Regions from separate parts of the Mus musculus genome. Here region 2 is linked to region 1. A link is a contact called in public HiChIP or PLAC-seq data. All regions are on one chromosome and are shown on one strand. The core of a region is the stretch at or near the end of the contact, and the rest is flanking DNA. Distances in the headings are between cores, read along the strand shown. Region 1 has its middle 14 kb from the start of Gm39718. Region 2 overlaps Cnih3 (cornichon family AMPA receptor auxiliary protein 3).

Evidence for each region. HiChIP or PLAC-seq counts read pairs in DNA pulled down with a chosen protein or histone mark.
Region 2: a contact with region 1 is called in a FOXA1 HiChIP or PLAC-seq map of pancreatic cancer cells. The contact joins two enhancer-like sites. A contact is called at or near these places in 2 of 484 Hi-C or Micro-C datasets (embryonic fibroblasts and nephron progenitors) and 2 of 115 datasets of contacts at active chromatin or transcription factors (bone marrow-derived dendritic cells and pancreatic cancer cells).

What each region holds. Positions count from the first base shown.
Region 1 is chr1:181,270,927-181,275,305 of GRCm38.p6, reverse strand. No RefSeq gene overlaps it. Among named protein-coding and RNA genes, the nearest start is that of Gm39718, 14 kb to the left of the region's middle. Within about 2 kb of position 2,240, at least 44 of the 459 cell types and tissues checked have an H3K27ac peak or open chromatin away from gene starts, as enhancers often do. A contact at or near this core is called in pancreatic cancer cells, where this site is marked.
Region 2 is chr1:181,423,215-181,427,593 of GRCm38.p6, reverse strand. All of the region lies in intron 3 of Cnih3 (cornichon family AMPA receptor auxiliary protein 3), which reads right to left. Among named protein-coding and RNA genes, the nearest start is that of Cnih3, 73 kb to the right of the region's middle. Within about 2 kb of position 2,518, at least 31 of the 459 cell types and tissues checked have an H3K27ac peak or open chromatin away from gene starts, as enhancers often do. A contact at or near this core is called in pancreatic cancer cells, where this site is marked.

The DNA of each region.
Region 1 (4,379 bases), core at 991-3,490:
ATTGGTTGGTTGATTTTTTAAGACAGGGTTTCTCTGTGTAGCCTCTGGCTGTCCTGGACATAGCTCTGTAGACCAGGCTAGGATTAAAGACATGTGTCACCACCACCTGGCTCAAAAATGTAATCAATAGGTTGGGAATGTAGCTCGGTGGTAAAATGTTTGCCTAACATGTGCAAAGCCCTGGATTCAACCCCAGCACAATAAAGAGGAACTCAAAATGGAGTCAGGCTTAAATGTAAAACCCCTGAATCGTTTAAATAAAAAATAGGGCCAGTGTCCTATGGCAGAAGTCTGGGCAAGTATTTTTGTTAAGCATGGGAATAAAAGCACAGACATCAACACTAGACAAATGGGATGAGGTCACAGTGAATGCTTCTGCACGGAAGACAGACAACTGTCAGAGTGAAGAGGCGACTTACAGAGTGGAGCTCTGGGAACTACCCAGCCAATAAGGGGTTAACACCAGACCATGCAAAGACACAGAAACAGTAACAAACCATAGTCAATCAATCCAAGTGGTGGTATAGCGCTTTGGTAGAGTGCTTACCTAGCAGCACAAGGCCCTGGGTTCAATCACAGTACCACCAGATAGATAGATAGATAGATAGATAGATAGATAGATACATACATACATACATACATACATACATACATACATACATACATAGACAGATGGGCTGACTGACTGACGAACATACATATAGGAAATGATCAGAATGAGCATTTCTCATAGAAGCTGTGTGGCATCTTCCTCTCTTTCCCATACATGCACACATTTACATTCACACACAGGATGGGATATCTATTCAGCTCTAAAATGTAATCGGGCTGTCATGTGGTCAACACAGATGGACCTGGGGCACATAATATTCAGGGAACTAAGCCAAGTACAGAAAGACAAACACTGCGTCTTTCACTCTGCTGAAAATGCTGAGCCCACAGAAGTAGAAACTAGAATGGTGGTCCAGAGGCTGGGAAAGGACCCAGGCACTGGGGGGAGGCATTAAAAAGAGTGGCTAGTGGATAGGATACGTAGTCTCAGCCAGACAGGAGGAAAGGGTTCGGATACTTCATTACACAGGACAATGTTCATAGCAGTATTCTATTGTATAATTCAAAGTAGTTAGAAGAGATTTTAAATTCCTTATCACAAAAAAAAATCATAAGAAACATAAATATCCGGAGAGATCAAAGGCACCCTATAGCGATGGACCATCAGCATCTGTCCAAACACACAGCTGCTGCCAGCACCATAAATGGGTGGCTGCCTCCCAACCCTGTCAGAGATCTGCTAGTTTAACTGGACTTTTAGCCCTTTGGAGCCATAAAGACCCCAGTCAAATTCCAGCTCTGTGACTCACTGAGATATGGAAGAACTAGAGACAGACCAGTCCTCTGGCCTGTGCAGACGCAGAAACAAAAGTGGCCGGCGGGGGGGGGGGGGGGGGGGGGGGAAGCTCCGGGAGCACTTCTATGTTGATGTTAATTAAGATGTGTTTAAATTATGTGCAAAGTGGGGCAGGCATGTGCACATGAGTGCAGGTGCCTGTGACAAACCAAGGACTCAGATGAGCCGGAAGCTGAAGTTGCAGACAGCTGGGAGCTGCCCCTCGTGCAAGAGCAGTACCGGCTCTTAAAGGCTGAGCCATCTCATCTGCCTGATGTTAATTCTTTAATATATAATTTTCAAAAATATTAACGTTGCATTTGGATAGTTGGTGTCTTTATGTAGTTTTTACAAAAATGGGTGTTAAAATACTAAGTAAACGTAAGATAGCTAGATTTGTGTGTCCGCAACTGGGGAGATGGAGTTTCAGAAATGTGCTAAGGACAGCCTGGGCTAAAAGACCTTAAATGCTTGGGGTCAAAACTCTGCAGCTATTCCCAGCTTGTGCACAAATGAAATCATTGCAAAGCCTTTGAAACAACTGCAGGACTTGGACAAGCACACCTCTGCCCTAGAGCATCACCCCTGGGGTCCTAAGCTCTGGCCTTGCTTTAAGAACTAACAGGAATCTAAGATGGTTCTGCTGTGTAGGGTGACAGCCTCTGCTACTCTGTGAAGGCGAGGCCTGGGGCGGGGGGGGGGGCGGGGGGCGGGGGTGTTTTCACAAAGAGTGCACTCTACTGTGTGCTGTGGGAATCTACAAGAAGTGTCCAGTTACCAGGGAAAAGGGGGAGAATGGCTCTGGGCTCAGGCACTGCCCGGCATGGTCCGCCGGCCAACTGTGCGGGTTTGTCGCCCCCTTCTGTCCCTTGTCGGAGACGGACATCGGTGCCCTGGAGGCTCACCGCGGGCGAGCTCTAGGTTAGGGTTGGATCTTGCAGAAAGGCACCTGAACCCTCAATGGCTAGAATCCAAGAAAGCAAAGGAAACCGAGTGGAGCCTAGAAGTGCCAACAAACCGCGTGGCTCTCAGTATTTCTCCCACGCCACTACACTGCTCACCTGAAGCCTGAGAAGAAGCAGGACCTGGGAAAAAAACTCCAAATCTCTTAGGGCAGTCACTCCTCTCTAGACTCAGAGTTCTTGGGTGTCCCCAAAGCAGAATTGGTTTCTGCGCTAACCCCAAAGGAGCCTGAACAAACACAGAAAAGCTTCCAGACATTCTGTAAGGATCAGCCAGTCAGCCTAGCAGTGACCTGGGGACCCCAGGAGTGGCTCAAAGGGATATGGGCTTTAGACAGGGTCCTTGTTCTCCAGGAACTTTCTAGAGAGGGAGAGGGGAGGGAGGGAGAAAGGAGGGGGGAGAAAGGAGAAAGGGAGAGGGAAAGAGGGAGAGGGAGAAGGGGAAGGAGGAGGGGAGGGAGGGAGAAAGGAGGGGGGAGAAAGGAGAAAGGGAGAGGGAAAGTGGGAAAGAGGGAGAAGGGAAAGGAGGAGGGGAGGGAGAGGAGAGAGGGGAGAGGAGGGGGGAGGGGAAAAAGGAGGAGAGGGGAGGGGAGGGAGAAAGGGTGAAATGGCCAGTGGTACTTGCTACCATTTACTGAGCCCAGCAATTTGCCTCCATTCCCCAGAGAAACAGCAATGCTGTAGGTCAAAAACCTACCCCAGTAGAAGAGGAGTAAAGATGGAGGGACTGAGGTTCACAGAGACCAGAGAGCACAATTAAAGCAAAAGGCCCAGTCTTCAGCCCTGACTGGTCCCAACCCCACGCTGTCCACTAGCATTGTCCGATTACACACATGGAAGGTAGACATAGAGGACACGCGCCCTGGGTGACAGTGGTCACCCTGGGTGACAGGCTGGTGGGTGGGGTACGGTGAGAATGTGCAAATGTTTAACTCCTGTCTTTCAAAACAAACAAGGGTCAGTGGGTCTGGAGAAATGGCTCAGCCATTAGGGTGCTTGCTGTTCTTCCTTCCAGAGAACCAGGGTCGGCTGCTCACACACACACACACACACACACACACACACACACACACACACCACAGAATTGAAATTTAATCATAAAAGAAGTTTTTGAAGTCCAAAATACATTGGTAGAATGTTGTTAGTAAGACTATTTTAAGGACCAAAGGTAGATTAGAGTCTTTGCTCAACAGCCACCTGTCCTTGATTTTATTCACAGCTTGCTCTCTCACGGGCATGCTCTCTCTCTCTCTCTCTCATTCTAGTAAAATGTTAATTGTGAAAGTGTTGATATTTATTCATTTTGGGTTAAAGATAACAGGCTGTTCGTTATCTTATTTTCTGTGTGGCTCTATATTTAATTTTTTTCCTAACTGATATTTCCAGAGAAGAAGCAGAGATGATGAGTGTCTTCATGTGACATGGTGACACCAGTGCGGCCACTCAGCTGTCACAGAGCTTCACCGGCCCAGGCCTCACTCTGCATGAGCAACCCTTCTGTCTGGGGACTTTTGAGCAGTTGACAAACATGAATTAATGGCACCTCCTGTCACCTCCTAAAAGTCAGAAGGGCACGTGACAGACTGGTGGAGACCGTGCCTGGCCTGACCTCACACTGACAGTTACAAGCTGAATTGAGAGTGCATCTGAGACTCAGGCTCCAGCCTGAGCAGAGCTGAGGTAGCGTCTCCCCACATGCTGTAATAGCTTCAGGGTGCAGTGTGGCAAGATGCCAGCCTTCCCACCCTCACATCAAGCCCTGGTGAAGATGTCTCCTTCCATAGGCAAATGGAGATCTCCTTCAGGAACAGCCATGTCCTCTGGTCCTCTATCTTACATGCACAGCCAGGCTTGTGTAAATGCTGGGCTTGCGGTGGCATAGAATAGCTGTTTTTCTGTGACCACCTCAAGAAGAGCAGGCACCTATTTGCATGAGGACAGTCATGGGAATTTGTGGGGAGCCTGGTGAGAGACCCCCTAATCCACAGTCCCACAAGTCTGTGGGCTTTAGTTGTACAGGCCCAGAACCC
Region 2 (4,379 bases), core at 1,269-3,768, 150 kb before region 1:
AGGATGACAACCTGTCCTCCGTGTGGGTGGCAAACTTCAAATATAAAGGGGTCCAGGGTGAGAGCAGTGTGCCTGCCTTCCCCTCCCTATCTATCACGACTGCTGTCCCCGATGCTGACATCAAACTTCAGCCTTTCCCACCGGCTGACCATCAACGCCATAGTAGACACTGTCCAGGGAGAGTCTAGGCTTTCAGCACCAGATCAAGGTTGTAGATGTGTCTGTCTGTCTGGTTTCTTGGCCTGAATAGCTACTAGGTTCTCTGCTTTTCCATTTGGCCATTGTTGAACCACCTGGCAGCACCTATCATCATAAGGCAATCTAATAATCTAATAGTGTGTGTGTGTGTGTGTGTGTGTGTGTGTGTGTGTGTGTGTGTGTTTGGTTTAGTTCCCCTGGAGAACTCTAATATACCACCCCAGCAGCACCCACCATTCACCCTTCCACCTACCACCCTGTATGTCCCCTTTCTACCCAGTGAGCACTCTGGTTGTCTTCAGAATTGCTATCCAAGCCCTCACCTCACTTCAAGTGCAGCCCTGGAGAGTACTGGAGTTGAGGACATTGGCCAATCCATTGAAAGTAGCCTCCTCCACAACCTGAAAGACACCCCCTTGTCCACCACCACTCTTTCCTCGATCACTCTGAGTAAGACATGTTGAGGACTGATGTGGAGGACCCCAGAGCCGCACTCAGGTGAGCTGAGGGGAGCACCATGCAGGTGCTCACTCTACGCTGCCTAAACTCTCACTGTGTACAGGGTTGGCCGGCCACAGAATACTACGGTCCTCCAGAGCCAGGGAACAATTCTATTTATAAAATAATGGGGATATTTTTTGCCTTGTGGAAAAAAAAAGTAATTTCCATCTTTCAGGACACGAATTGCTACAGAAATGATTCTAAGCTCAAAAACTGGGTAGGAATAGTGCTCATCAGGGAGGGGCTGAGCAGTTCCATTGCCAGGCCCAGATAGTTACTAAGTGTGAGAGACATGAGGGCCAAGGGCTCTCATGGGTGTTGTTTTGCAAACAAGGCTGCACACGGCAATGACTTGGGGAGCTTTAAAAATTCCTGTACTGGGTCTCCTCCTCAGGAATTCCGACTTTGTTGGTTGGGTTTGAGCATCGCTCAGGATCTTTTACTCTCCCCCGGTGACTCTAATACACTACAAGGTTTGAGCCCCTCTGCACAGCCAGCCTCATAACTCACGTTCCTTAACACACTTGCGGCCCTGGGTGGTTCAACCCGGCTGCTGGCATACTTAACCTTGGCTGGCCGGAGTGCGGGGCCGAATGCGGTGTGTAGATACCAGATCGTCACATCATAAACACCCCTGCCCCTCCCTCAGGCAGAAACACTGACCTGTGAGGTAGGAAGCCCTAAGGTCAGAGGGGTTTCCAAGTCTGCCTGCCTGCCCCTCAGAGCCGGTTGGCAGTATCACCAAACATCACATTCAGGCCTGAGTTTCCAGTTCTGCAAAGAGGTTTGGGAGTGGGAATTAAAAGTCACCCCTGATAGAGTTGTTCTATGGGACAGGGCAGGGAAAGGCTGCTTGCTCCAGAGGAAGCTCTCTACAGTCAACTTTTACTGATTTAAAGAAGAGGCTTGGGAAGGGCAAGGGAGGGAGCAAGAGAGGGAGGACAAGAGGGACGGAGGGAGAGAGGGACGGAGGGAGGGAGGGAGGGAGAGAGAGGGGGAGAGAGAGAGAGAGAGAGAGAGAGAGAGAGAGAGAGAGAGAGAGAGAGAGAGAGAGAGAGAGAGAGAGAGGAAAAGAACTCAGGTCTTGTGTTGGCATAGTTCCCACCCAGGTAGGCCAAGAAACCCCCTGGGAGGCTTTTGAAAACACTGTTGTCTGCACCCAGCCTGGAAAAATTAAGTGGAACTTTCTGGAGTTGAGTCATTTGGAGCCCCAGGTTTTAAACCTCTAGGGGTGTCCAGTGTGCCCTGGGGCTGAGAAATGCTGGCCTGTAAGGATACATTCCTGACTGCTGAGCTGTGCACCTTCCTAGGGAGAGGAAGATGGGCCCTTCGACTAGCCTGCGGGTTGCCCAAGGCCACTGAGTCACAGCTAGACAAACAGATGCCCTCTTTTTGGTGGAGGTGAGGGCAATAAGACAGGGTTTCTTTCTGTAGCCCTGGCTGTCCTGGAACTCATTTTGTAGACCAGGCTGGCTTCAAACTCGCAGAGATCCACACCTGCCTATGCCTTCTGAGTGCTGGGATTAAAGGTGTGAGCCATCATGCCCAGTTAACAGAAACCCTTTCCTACCACTGAGCAGGATACAGAGTGCTTCAACCTTTTGGGGGAAGTACATATTCATATAACCTAGCCTTCCAGCCTCCCTTCTGATAAAGCACACAAAGACATTTATTGTTGGGTTATTAGCAAGGGGCCAGGTAAAAACCTGGTACAGAAGGTTCATAAATACAGATAGGACTAAATAGTGCATAGTGTGGGGTATTGTGTAGACTCGGGTGATCATGATTAAGACAGCAGCTTTTTATCAGCTGAGAACTGGAACAAACTAGTTATGGTCAAGGTCTCCTTGTTCTCAGCAGCTAATAGCATGAGTCCTAGCATATACCAGAAACCGTAGCTAGTCCCAAACCTTGTGATTCAGTGTGCAGTTGTCTTACCCAGGCACAAGTCACGTACCACAGCCATAACTTTCACAGTGCGGGTTACATCAGCAAAACTAGCAGGGATCTGCGTTTCTTCACGTTGTCACAGACAAGACTCACTCTTACAGTAGATCTTGGTAACATCAACGGGTTCTTCTCCATCTCCTCATTAAGTTGAGGACTCTCGCCTTTCAGTCAATGGGAGCACTTAAAGACTTCTCTCTGGTGTATTCAAACTGCTCAGTATGATTATCCTTGTTCTTGGGTCATGATTAAATAATATACCTGTCACACAGCATGGCACTGTGGCATGTGATAGCAGGCCTGACAACTGAGATCCGTCTGCTAAGTGACCCGAGAGAAGGTAGGTGAATACAATGTGGTACCCTGGACAAAGATATGTATGAGTCATACCCTAACTGGGGAGGAGAGGGCAGCGTGAGATCTCATCGCACCACTTGGAACAGTGGGCAGCTTATTACCTATAAATCATTTATCTATGGAATTTTCCATTTAATATTTTTCAACTAATATTAGCACTGGGTAATAAAAACTGCAGAAACTATAACTTCAGACGAGGAGAAACGGCTGCATATAAACCCTTTCCCCTCCCCCCCCCCATTATTAGGGAATTAAACAGAAGAACCCAGCCCTGTGTGTACATCTGTGCTTTTACATATTTGCTGTTTGTGACCACATGGAGGTGTGAATGATAAATATAGACCAAGGGTTTTAGTAATAATTATGTCAGTTTCCACAGTATTCTTCTAACAGCCTCCAATTTTATCCATGAACGATTGTAAGAGACCCCCCAAGGTAAAGTCTCATAGAAGGGGCAGTGGGGAGGGTCTTCCCTGATATCTCCCTCTCTTCCGCACATCTCAGTCCCTGTGTGTGTATTTCTGCCCTAACCTCATGTGGCCTTGGAATCTTTGAAGGTGCTAAAGCAGACAGTACAAGAAATTAATTGAAGAGGGGGTTCCACCTAGACAGCTATGGGGCTAAGAAGAGACTTCTGTAGTCCAGGTGCCTTGGGGCCACTGACCCTCATCCACGCTCTGTAAGTAAGCCTGATAAACTCATCGGCTCCCTAGACCGGGCTTCAGCAGGCTTGTGCTTGGGCTTGTTCCTGGTGCCCCGTTAAGGAGGAGGTAGAGTTGGACCGGGAACTTGTGCACGTTCCTTTCTGTTAACGCTGCACCATCTTTGTCCTGAGAGCAGGGCAGCGCACTCTTATCATTTAAGCAGGTAATAGAAACTGAAAAGCAAGCTCTGGGCCAAGACTACCTGGATTCAAAAGTTGACTTTGCATGTAGCAGGCAACGCTGGTCAACCTCTCCTCCACTCCCTCTCCTCTTCAGTAAAGAGGAGCCCACGTTGACACTGCAATTGTTGCCCCAAATTAGTCCTGCTACACATTGTGGATAATGCCTGCAGACTAGGCAGCAGGTTAGACAACGAACGCTGCTGTAAGAGACGCTTTACTTGAGCCACCATGGCAATGTGCTGGCTGCTGGTCCCACTGCCCCTCCTGTGGTAGTATGAGAAGGTGGGACATCGCTGAGGTGATGGAAGTGGAGCCTTCATGACTGGACAAAGAGGTGAACAATGGTCCAGAGCCACCGAGCTTCCCTCTCCATGTAGACACAGCAAGAGGGCAGCTACCTGTGGACTGTGAAGCCTACCTTCATCAAGCTGTCAATCTACTGATCCCTTGACCTTACCCCACCCCCAGAACTGTGAGGGTAAACAGTTTT